2 separate regions of the Oryza sativa genome follow, and region 2 is linked to region 1. Evidence: chromatin contacts called from public HiCAR-type data. All regions are on one chromosome and are shown on one strand. Each heading gives the region's core, a stretch centred on a gene start, on an enhancer-like site or on the middle of the called end of the contact. The rest is flanking DNA. Distances are from core to core; before and after follow the strand shown.

Evidence for each region. HiCAR-type assays count read pairs that join an accessible place to other places.
Region 2: a HiCAR-type map of leaf shows a contact between it and region 1, with 3 times the contacts expected there. The contact joins the promoter of LOC136351841 here to the promoter of LOC112936426 in region 1. A contact is called at or near these places in 1 of 15 Hi-C or Micro-C datasets (panicle) and 1 of 4 datasets of contacts at active chromatin or transcription factors (leaf).

The regions. Positions count from the first base shown.
Region 1 is chr9:4,514,020-4,520,394 of ASM3414082v1, forward strand. LOC112936426 reads right to left here and starts at 2,655. Exons shown (of 2, transcript XM_026020374.1): 1 at 7-2,655. The coding sequence starts at 2,655.
Region 2 is chr9:5,013,007-5,018,881 of ASM3414082v1, forward strand. It overlaps LOC136351841 (G-type lectin S-receptor-like serine/threonine-protein kinase B120), which reads right to left and starts at 3,116. Exons shown (of 1, transcript XM_066304264.1): 1 at 2,739-3,116. The coding sequence starts at 3,116. The coding sequence ends at 2,739. It overlaps LOC4346396 (ASI1-immunoprecipitated protein 1), which reads right to left and starts at 2,321. Exons shown (of 3, transcript XM_015756192.3): 1 at 2,004-2,321; 2 at 1,329-1,896; 3 at 385-813. The coding sequence starts at 1,817. The coding sequence ends at 658. LOC136351898 (a long non-coding RNA gene) reads right to left here. Exons shown (of 3, transcript XR_010735177.1): 1 at 5,543-5,875; 2 at 4,568-5,436; 3 at 4,152-4,414.

The DNA.
Region 1 (6,375 bases), core at 1,405-3,904:
GATTGCCTTTTGCTCAGCAGGCTGTACGTCTACAAATGGAAGCTCAAAATCCATCCTCACTGGGCTGCAATTGCTATCAAACAAATTGGATGCGGCTTGCTTTGGTCCAGAATGAGGAACTCCAGCTTTTCCACAAACAAATGTTGTCAAGTTTTCATCCATATGCGCCTTTTTACCCTCCTTTCTAGCAGTCTCATCAAGAGTGAGTCTATCATCAATCTGAGGCTCATAAACAAAATATGGCTTCTTTCTCAACTCTCGCGAAGCATACCATCCACTAAACCTGGTTGCATTGGCATTTGATGTTTTAGGAACACAGGCTTCAAGAGCTTCCCTACAGCGACGGCTTACCGAGCTGGTTTCTCCCTGACAAGTGCTGCTCTCTATAGTACCCTTGTTTCTATCTTCAATTGCAAGCAGAAGAGGGATTGGGAGTAGTGGACCAACAAGAGCATCTCCAGATATTGCTTCGCTGGTGAGCTTGTTACCTGTGCCTGAAGGTTTTGCCAACAGGAAAGGCCGATGTTCATCATTGTTTCGAGAACGTGCAGGAACTTCTGGATATTCATATATCAGTTTTCCTTTACTGCATGCAAGCATGTCCTTGTATTTGGAGAATGTAACAAGAAGGCTATCTGAAGATAGCCCATTGTTCAGTATGTGCTGACACCCAGTTTCGAAGATGTTCATGGGCACACTAGCATTGCATAGGAGATCTGAAACTGACCGATAACACGGCGGAGAGTTCTCCTTTGCAAATGCTGATACATCTTCACTAATAACAATTTGGTGGGAGCCTTTGTTAACAACATTATGATTCTCCAACGCGCTGAGCAGATTGCCCTCCAGGTATTTTGATAGGTAATGGAACTTCAAAAACTTATATCTGGAAGAGAACTTTTCACCATGAGCAGTAGTGTCTGGAGAAATAATGGATGAAGTAGTACAAGCCGCAGATTGATGATGTGATCCATCACACATGACATGTTCATCAAAATCTCCAGATGCACGGAATCTTTGCATCTCCAACTTCCCCGACGACGTTAACCGGATCAAAGCAAAGCCAGTGAACGATGACGACGATTCGTCCTGCAGCAATGTGTTTGGAAGCACGTGGTAGCCAACGACGGTGTTCCTAGTGATGGGCTCATGATCAGTGAATACCTCTCTCATAAGCCCATTGCTGCAACTGCAGTGCTGGCCTATCAAAGAAATCCGAGATGGAACATCCCAAGCATACAGGTGATGAGCATTCTGTGAAGAGGAAGAGCATTGGTCCTTGGGGCCACAGAAGAAGAGATTAAACCCAGTACTCCAGAATGAACCAGCCAGAATGGCGATCCCCGAGCTGGACGCCCACTCATGCTCCTTGGAAGGCCTGAGTTGAGATAGGCGAAACATAGCAATATGATTTGGGTTATGGAGGCCATGCTGCCATGCCAGCACGGGTGTCAGAGGCTGCCTGATATCAAGCACCAACAGAAGACGCTCCGTCGCCACCGACATGAGAAAATCGTCGAACGGAGCCTTGCAGAATGCAAGATAGTGGCATTCGCTGTTGAGAGGAGGATCAGGGTCGAACAACCCTTGCATCCCAACCCTCGCTAGAACCTTGCAGTTTCCAGGATGATCTGGACCATATCTGAGATCAAGGAGTAGGATGGCCTTGGTGGTGGCGACGACGGCCGTCCACGGTTGCGGCCCGTAGTCGCAGCTTAGGCAGGCACCACCCTCGGTGGCAGTGGCAGTGCCAACGCGAAGGACGCTTCCACGGCGTTGGTGGAGATCGAAGCAGCAGAGGTGGGCATTGTCGAGCAGCACAAGGCAGTCGGAGTGCAGATGCTTGCTCCAGCACGCGTGCACGACGGCGGCGTCGAACGCCTGCTTGGCCGCGGGCACGAGCGCAGGCGGGGAGGTAGAACTAGAAGAAGAAGACTCAACCTTGAACCAATTGACCGAGTAGGTGGTGGCAGCGAGAAGGAATCCGTGGACAAGGGGGGTAGCTGCTGCTGGTGAGTGCGAATGCGGCGGGGGGCAGGAGGAGGTGGCGGCGAGGTGGTGGATGCGGTGGCCGGGGTGCATGAAGCCGTGGGTGAGGGTCTGCACGGCCGAGAGGGGGGCGGCAGTGGAGTGGAGAGTAGCGTAGGAGAGATGGTCGGCATTGTGGCCGGAAGGGAAGAAGAGGAGGAGAGAGGTGGAGGGAGCGCGGAGGAGGATGGTGGCGAGCAGGTTGGAAGGCGGCGGCGGCGGGCGGAAGGTGGTGGAGTCGGAGAGGGAGCTGGAGAGGGAGTGGAGGTCGGGGGTGGGGAGGAAGGAGGCGGTGGAGCTGAGAAAGTAGCGGAGGGCGTCGCCGGTGGACTTGGAGTGCGGGGGATGAAACTGGAAGGCGGGGAAGGGGATATTGGTGTGGAGCGTGGCGGGAGGCGGGAGGGGGGAGAAGAGGAGGGGTCCATACCCATTCCCATTCCCATTCTCGTTCCGGTTTGCGACGGCGAGGGACGGCGGCGCAAAGACGGAAGAGACGGGGAAGAGGAAGCGCCATTCCTCCGACAGGTTCATGCTGCTCGGAATCGGATCGGAGCCTGCAGGTGGTTGGGTGGGTGAGCACCTGAGCGGAATGTGGGAAGAGCCCTGCCGGCTGTGCAGCGCACTCATAATCGCTTCTTGGACATCCCGCCTCCTTCACCCACGCTCCCGCGTCTCCTCAGCTTCAAGCCTAGCTGCTACTATCCCCTCTCCTTTGGTAGGGGTTCACATCCAAAAGGCAAAGTTTGCCGTTGCTGCCATCCACACCCTTCGTTTTGTGATCAACTGTTACATGGTTAGACCCCTTTCATGACTAACTAGTACCTGCTATTTATAATGATAGAATTTACTCTCCAAAAAGAATATCAAGAAAAAAAGATAAGACCTCCACAAGCAATGTTGCGACAATGCGCTCCACTGCCGGATCCGACGTTGATGAGCACCCGGTTGTCAGCACCCTGATTTGCCGCTCTCTTCATGATACTAGTAACAACGAAGTATTTATCAGCTCACCTATATAACAAATAATATAGATGCCAATATGCGTATATATGAATCTTTATGTGTAAACGACTAGACTAGTAGCAACAGAGGATCAATATTAGTTGATATCAATCCAATGACTCAGACAAATTAAACCAAGTAGTTTATATATATCCACTGATCGTAAAGATAATAGGCAAAAATATACTTACAGAAACGACACTTAGACCAACCCCAACCAAGATCCACATTAAGGTCTCGACTATAGATGGCCATAAGGCCCGAGGCCTGATGGCCCGGCCCAAGCACAGCATGACACGACTGTTGTCTGGCTCGTGCCGGCCTGGCCCGATAGTTGGGCCGTGCCTGGGCCGATGTCTTAGCACAGTGGGCCGACCCAGAACGACACGGTTAATGGAAAATAGTTGAGGGATCCCAAATAAACTTAATAAACCATATAAGACACGGCCCGAAGAGTAAAGGAACACAAAATATACTTGTTACAGCCATTTAATATAAGACAACCCAAAGAGATTAGGGAGGAAAAATAGACTTATTTTATGAAGAAGCATGATAAGCTATCGTTCCTTCGGGCAGGCCCAAGATTTGTTAGGTCATGCTTGAGCTGTGCGTGTAGCCTGTGGGCAAGTCCAGCCCGGCCTAGCTTGTTGGTCGGGCCGTGCCGGCCCGATTGACCTCAGCCCAGGCCCGATCATGCCTGGGCCATGCCGGGCCAGGCAGCCCATTTGATCATCCATAGTCTTGACCGGCGAAGATGTTTCACTTGATCCACCACGTGTCTGATCAGCCTCCTAACCGTAGACGTAGAAAAACAATGGGAGCACCATTGGTCGTGGCGGCGAAGTATTTGCAACCTCGATGACAAACCAATAAAAATCCAATCGATCTCCCCTCTATGGCTTCGGCTGTCTAGCAATATATGGCACATATATAGGCCCAGGCGCCCAGCCAACCGGACTCTTGAATAACACTGCAGGCATGCAAGCCGAGCCTATATGGGAAAAAAACACCTTTAAATCCTAACCTTAAAAATAATAAAATAATAAAAAAACTGTCCGTGCGCTGCAACGAGTAAAAGCGTTTTTTCAATGGTATCAACAGGTATGAGGAGTTTAGCAATAAATTGAAACATTAATATCTATCGCTACATACATTATAATCGAAAAGGTTAATGAAAATTCTTCCTTGGTTTGGGCAGAAAGCCGACTCCTTTCTTCCTTTTCAAATTCAGCCAAGTCTGCTACCTCCATTAGCTCGCCTACCTCTCTTCGGTCCAGCCCATGGAGCCGTAGGACCAGCGTCCAGCCCATAAGTGGAGCTGTAGGACTAGCATCCTCAATCTCGCCTACCTCACTTCGGTCCAGCCCATAAGTGGAGCCGTAGGATCAGTATCCTCAACCTTTAGAAGACAGTCCTGTCCCATGCACGTACTATGTCGGAGACTATCCTCTCCACCAAATCCGATAAACTACTAGGGAAAGCTCGCCGGTCAGCCATCATCAAAATCAATTAAATCTGGCGAATTAGAGCCACATTGATTGAAAGAGTAAATCATGATGAAAATGACGAGGGAAGAGTCGGGAATTGATTTTTCAATCAGTTGAAAGAGGAAACATACTGGGAGGCATATTAATGTGGCGGGCAGTGCTAGAGTTCGGCCCGGCAAGGTTGGAGGTGTGCTCTGTGTGTGGGATCAGACGGGCCTAGAGGAGACGGATGAAAAAAACTGGAATACTTACCTATTTTTTAAGTAGGCATAGATAGATTTGTAAGGACTCGAATAGGATCTCTTGTGTATAAGTGCTAGTCCAGGATCAAACTAGCACACACAGACACAAAGATAATATTACAACCAACATCACGAAGGAAACCTAATATTTAGTATTAATAATAACTATGATAATCCTTATGGCTAAAGTTTACATTTATTCTGCCACGAAGGGCCTAAGGAAAATATTAAAATAGTAGCGGAAATAAGATAAACGTGTAGTAGTTCGATTCAACTCACCACAGGCAGTCAACTGGGACACACGACATATTCCTCGTCTTCAGCAGTAAACTCCTTAGGAAATAGTGGAAACCTTTCTTCTGGAATTGGGGGAATTGCAAGGTGAGTACATGGAATACTCAGCAATTACACGTTAATATTCATATGCAAGGCTGACGAAGAAAGCGATAGCTATTTTGCATAATAGAGCAATTTGCAGTTATAAACAATTTATAAACAGAGATTTGAACAACATTTATAAATAACTGGTGTTACCATCCATCCATCCACACAGGACCTCATAGCTATATTCATTAACCTGCACACAGCTCATTCCCATATTTCACAAACTACCCCTCATGAGATATCACCGAGCATGTCCATGACCGCTGACGCGGCTATTCGAATAGATTAGTTTAACACTCTACAGAGGTTGTACACCTGGACCCACAAGATACATCGTCCTTTTAATGGCCATGCGTAAATTTCATACTTCAGGTTGTGTGCGGCCAAGGAGTCTATAATGAGGCTTTTTAGAAACTCCGTCCCAACGATACCTTCCCCCATGAGACACATTTCCCTCACACAGACAAGAAAGTACCCCTGGCTAACATAAACTCCTATCATCTAGCCACCTGGGCCGACAGTGCCAAGACTCGGAATCATACTAGGCCTGGTTCTTTCCATGAGATCATGTGGTTGCACGTTAGGCTCAGATCAATTAATGGCTTATGAAGTCAAGTCTTTAATTGACCAAGGCAACTTACCAAACTACAAAAGCACACAGCTCAACAGTAGACTGACAGAGAGACCGTACCCAACAACGATCACACATGTACATGACCACCTAACCAGGTTCACATAGAACCACCCAGCACCCCGGTCGAAAATGTTCTATCCGCCCATTGTTTACTACACGGTGCAACACATGCTACCGGAAAGATAGCACACATCCAAACAGTTCATATAAAAGTGATTACAAGTATATGATTAATCAAAATTGTATTTTGCTTGTAAAACAACATTAAACGGGGCTAAGCATAACTACTCTACCTTGAGTTGAGCCCAATGTTCAACTCACAAAGACTAGGGTGACAAGGTATCATGGACAATCAATAATTATCAAAGGTAGGATAATAATAACAATTAGGTCATGCTACCCATCAATAGTTTATAAATAAAGTAATGCATGTATTCAAAACAAAACATTTTACAAATGGGCTCCATATGTTCAAAGAGTGCACTTGCCTTGATCCCAGTACTGTCCTTGCATAGCGTCTTCTGAAATGAACTGCTCTTTTGCTTCAACATCTACATGGTCGCAAACGAAGAACAAATAAACAAAAGAAAAATCTAAC
Region 2 (5,875 bases), core at 1,866-4,365, 500 kb after region 1:
CATATCAGTGCAGTACAATCTTGAGTTTTCAACTGATTATTGATACGTATAATCTTGAGTTTTCAACTGATCAATACAAGACCCATAATTGTAAGTATCATCTTTAGCACTAGAAACCGAAAAACAAGCCCAAAATTTTAAGACTTCCAGTTCCATACACTCTACAGCTAACTTCAGTCAGGCCTACAACAGATACCTTCTCCTCGAAGTAACTTATCAGTACATCCACGAGTCTCTGAAACTAAGCAAGAAATGCATCAGCTCTAGTATACGACAGCACAGTTCAATGCTTGGTAATTAAGCAGGCTTCACCATATAAATTAAGACATACTTATGGTAACCATCTCGCAGGACGTCAGAGAATCACAAGGAAGAAACCAGTGCTGTTGTCAATAACCCCTCCAGATAAATTATAGCAGGCAGGCAACTATCTTTACACAGAGGATATGCCTTTGATCACGCCTAATGCGTGCCTCAAACCAGTCATTCAATTATTATTTCATCTCACACATTGACATGATTTATCACTGCCCTAAAGGCCTAGAGAGAGAGAGAAAGAGAGAGAGAGAGAGAGAGAGAGAAAGGTTATTAGGCATGTTGCTGCACCGGGAACTAGACCGGACTTATTAGTGAGCGAGCAGCTCATGGATTGAATTGTCAAAACTCATCGGCCAGGCTGACTCCATAATGCTGAGCTAGGCTCTTCATGTTTCCGTTCTGTACGACATTCTCCAGCATGTCGTACTTCTTGTAATTTCCATCGAGTAATTCCTGCTGCTGCTTTGCCAGCTCCTTCTCCTCTTCCAATTGATTCTGGCAGAAACACAAACACAACACATCAATGCCATGTTACAAGATCAAAGCAACAGCAACTTGGTCCTGGTAAGCAATAGCATCAAGATCCCAAAATACTGTCCTGCTACAAACACAATACTTGGACTAACAACGCTGGGCAAGCGCATAATAGTTCTCCAGTCATGCTTACGGTTATAGTTACTCGTGTTAAATGCAGAATGTGTACTCAATTATCCATTTCTAAATTACAATTTACAACGGCCCAGCGAAAAAATTACAATTTGCAAGAAGCATATTATATGCATATTACAGTAATCAATTTAAGCATGTTATATGCAGACATTCCTCCAGGTCAACAAACTTGATCATAATTCAGAATAAATATATCCATACATGCAAAAACATATTTAGGTTGGCAGAAATTACGCTGTTTAAGGCGTACTGAGCATAAAACAAACATAAGATGGCGATTCTTAAAAGAGGTTAGAAGCAGTGAAATAAATAGTTCATTTAAAAAGGAGTCACTAATTTACCTTTATGAGTGCCATATTTTCTGCTTCTTGCCTTTTTGCTAGGATCCTCAATTTCTTCATTCCTTCATACTCTGTTCCATCTTCTTGTTTTACCCACCGGAACTCTTTCTTGATGTCAGGGCAAGGAGGGCGTTCCCGAAACATGTCGGGCTTTGCACATGTAGCTCTTACAGGCCTTGGCATCCCGCCAATTATGAAAGGGAAATCATTCATCAAGTCTAGTGCAGCCTTAGCTTGTATTTCGTCATCCAATTCCACCAATGCAGCAGAAGGAATGTCATACGGGATTGTGTAATTAACAATGAACTCCACATCGACAACATTTGCACATTGGGCAAGGGCTGCTTTAAGTACTGAGCTCGTGACTTGAGGGGAAAGATGATCAATATAGATGGTCCTCTTGACCTTCTTCTCGAAATCAGCATACGCCTTCTTAGCATCTTCATGGGATGTCACCATGGGAGCAGGGGCGGATCCAACTTGGGACATGGGGGTTCAGTTGAACCCCCAAACTGTTACTTGTATTAAGGTTAAGGCTCTGAAATTAAAAGAAGAGCCTCTTCCAGATCTAGAAGAGAAGCTAGGGTTAACGAACGAACGAACGCAAGCAACATCCAGACAAAAGTAGTTCCGACGGGAGAGACAGAGAGAGAGATGAATCAGAAAGAGGCTCACCACGGCTGAGATCGTGGCCGGCGGCTGAGGTGGAGAGGAGGAAGGAAAGCGGAGAAGAGGGGGCAGTGTTTGCGGCGAGGAAGGCCGGGGACGAGGAAGGGAGGGAGAGGGATCTGTGGCGGGTTGAGGGCAAGGTGGAGAAGGGGCGGACGGCGAGGCGGCGCAGTGAGGAGGTGGGTGGGGATCGCCGGTGACGACGACGCACGCTCCGACGGAGAAGGGTAGTTGGCGATGAGCCGCTACTCCTGCTCCCGGGGCGGCATCAAGGCGGTGGAGACGAAAGCCCGAAGCGGCGACAAGATTGGATTTTGGACGAGCGGTTCCTTTTGGGAAACTCTTCCTTCCTTTTTCTCTCTCTATCGAGTGGAGGAGAATTTTCAGAATATACCACCCAATAGTTAGCACACCCAATTCACACTACTTTTAGAAAAGGATACACTACTTAAGCGTGAATTTTCTTCATTCCGTGTCACTCCATCCATCCAAAGCTGCACGTCATCAGTTCATCCTCTCGCGCCGTTTGCCCACACACATCAGGCTGCTGGCGAGCTCGTCCTCCCCCACGCCAGCGAGCTTGTCCTCCCCACACCAGCGAGCTCCTCCTCCCCCACGTGTCTGGCCGCCGGCGAGCTCGTCCTTCCCTATGCCGACGAGCTCATCCTACCCTCCCCACACCGACTTCCCGCCCTTCTGGTAGTTGCTGTCCACCATGTAGCCCTCCCATGGGTTGGTGCGCTAGGACACGCGCGAGCCTTTCCAGATGACCACCTGAAGCGGCTGGTCCGGGTCGCCGCCGAAGGAGAATTTCCCCGGCGACAGGTCGGTGGTGCCCTTCCATGAGACAAGCCGCACGCCACCGCGCGTTCGGTAGATGACGCCGATCTTCATGCCGGGCAGGAATGTGTTGCAGGGGTGCTCGAACGTCTCCCACAAGACGGTGCCATCCGGCAGCCGGAGCACGAGGTTGCTAGAGTTTGCGAGCACCGCCATAGCACCGCCGCCTCCTCCCGACGCCGACGAGTTCACACCGGCGGTGACGTTAGTACTCCAAAGGGCGTGGCCGGTGGCGCCATCGGACAAGACTAGGTTGCCGTCGCTGGCAATGGCGAGCATGGAAGCCGGGGAGGAAGGATGGTCGGCGATGGGCGCCGACTGATCAGCAACCCACACAACGGAGCTGGATGCTCTCTGCCTTCCACCGCTGCCGAAGCTCGACACCCTCTGTCCTCCACCGCTGCTCCCCTCTCCTCCGGCCCTCCACCGTGTGCGCCGATGGCAACGACGGACGGGCGACGACGTGGCTGGCGCGAGCAGTGGCGGACGGATGACGGCGGCGCCGGGAGGATGAAGGACGACGGCGCGACCGACGCTAGGGGATAAAGTGGCACGGAACAAAGAAAATTCGTACTCCAGTGATGTATTCTAAAAGTAGTGCGAATTAGGTGACAAATCATGAAAGCAGTTCGTATTGGATGGTATATTTTGAAAATTCTCTGGGTGGAGTGACATGCAGAGAACTAAAGAAAAGGACTATGTACCATACTGAAATTTACCTAATCAAAACTTCCTTGATCATTTCCTGCTAATGACTGTACCTTCAGTGATCAAGAAAAAGATGATTGACTGGAATAGAAAAAAGAAATCTATACACATTTTTACGTTACTTGTTAGCTGTGATTATACAGCAGTCAGTTGTATTGTGGAAGCAGCATCTGCATTAGTAGATTTGCAGAACTAAATGGAAGTTACCCTTTAGTTAACCTGCCCCAAGTAACAACAATAAACACACACACACACACACTTGGTCATATACCTTGTCCAAGATGCGATAATAAGAAACTCTTCATGATTGTTTGAACAGAGTACAAAAGTCAAGAGAACATTGATCCTCTTAATAGCTTCCACTTTCAATCGGCAAACTAAAAAAAGACTTGATTCAATGACGCACTAACAAACTATAGATTTCTTTTCGTTGAACAATAATATTCCCAGTAAAATTTGTTAATAGAAACTTTACCGTTCAAGAAGTGCCCATCTAGATGAGAAACAGTCTAAAGACGAAATATACAGGAATCGTTATAGGCCTGATCTACAAAGAGAGATTTAGGTGCCTGGCTTAACAGTTCCTCAAAATTGAATACGCTAAACTTCAGGACCTCCAACTTATGTTAGAATTTTTTCAAAGTTTATTTAATTCATAAATATCATTTCATGTACAGATCAACAACGCAAATACCCTGTTAAAAAAATCTCAATTTCAATTATGCTATGTTTTCTTTAATCTGTTTCTTTCCTCTTTGCCAGACAATCTTAATCTGTTTCTTTCCTCTTTGCCAGACAATCTTAATGTGTACACCTTCAATATGCTTTGCAGTCATAAACCTTGAGTTTATTTTTCTCCAACTGGCCATCTGTAAATTGTAACAGTACTCATATTATCAATTACATTACTATATTATAATCACCGACAAAACAGAAATTTAGTTCTTTTATTATATAATCCATGAGCTATAACATGCTAAGATACACGATTTCAGTGAGGTGCAGAAAAATTGATTAATAACCTTTCAACTGCTCTGTTGAGGCAATTGGGAATGGCTTGATCTGCAGCCCACCGAGTTTATGCAACCATTTTGCAATGTGCGTGGCCTGCCTAAACTCATCCGTCTCATCGATTCTGATGGGGAGGAGTTTTCTGTGTTTTCTCTAATTAACCATAAGCACTTTGTGCCATACAATGCATCCAAAACCTTTTTTGAACCATTAGGAGTAAACTATCTTTTTGCCATCATGTCTCTTACAGTGAGTAATGAAATATCAATACAGGGAAACAAAATTACCCATTTCACTAAAAATTTTCCTCTTCTCTGAATTTTTGTTCACGCCAACGCTTGAGATGCACCTTAAAATTTCATTTGTGATTAACCAGTCCACCTTACTATTTGAACTCATACCTGACCAATTGGCAAAACACATCCTAGGACCACCTAGCTTATGTGTGCTGAAAATACGTTCAGTCACTTCTCACTGGAATACAACATGTGTCGAATTAAATTGACGATGCTCTTATAGCAAACATGTTCAGGCACTTATCCACCCACACACCAAGATCACGACCAGTTGATGGTGTCTAGTTGTGCTATACGGATCATGCAAGAAAATCATCTCAAATACATCATGCTAACAAGTGATGCTGTATTCATTAGTCACACTTCACTAACAAAAGACATTGATTGTTTGAATTATAACCATTCTTTCTGGTTATTTTTAGATAATGATTCTTTCTGGTTTAAAACATATTTTCATTTCAGACATAGGATATAAACCTTGTGTAAATGAATTGTAAATGATGAATCCTTACTGGAAGCCAGCTCTGACTGCTTTAATGTAGATGTACACCTAGCATCTTGGGCAGGAGCAGCCAGAATGATTCCTGAAAACATAAAAATCTGAATTGATCTGCACTTTTCGTTAACTCAGAGTCTGAAGAAGTCATCAACAGTGGTAGCAGTGAAAGATATAGCTATACAGAACAGAACCTGATAGGATGAGGAAGAACAAAATATTGCAAACTGGAAGGCGGCCAACGTCGGAGGCAGAAGAACTGTCTTATTATTGGAATAAGACGGTGTTTCTTCAGTCTGGTCAGAAGTTCAGAATGTAAACACTGACCACTTTTCCGAAAATTAGTTTGTCCAACCATTTAGTGGCTTAATTGATCCCTTTCATGGAACTGGACAAAAAACTAACCAAGAAAGAAATTATCACTTTAATCCATTTTATAATGAACATCGTGCATGACTCCAAAGGTTCCAGCACCCATTCCATTTCAATTTTAGAGACTATATAACCAAAATACGAGATAGCTTTAC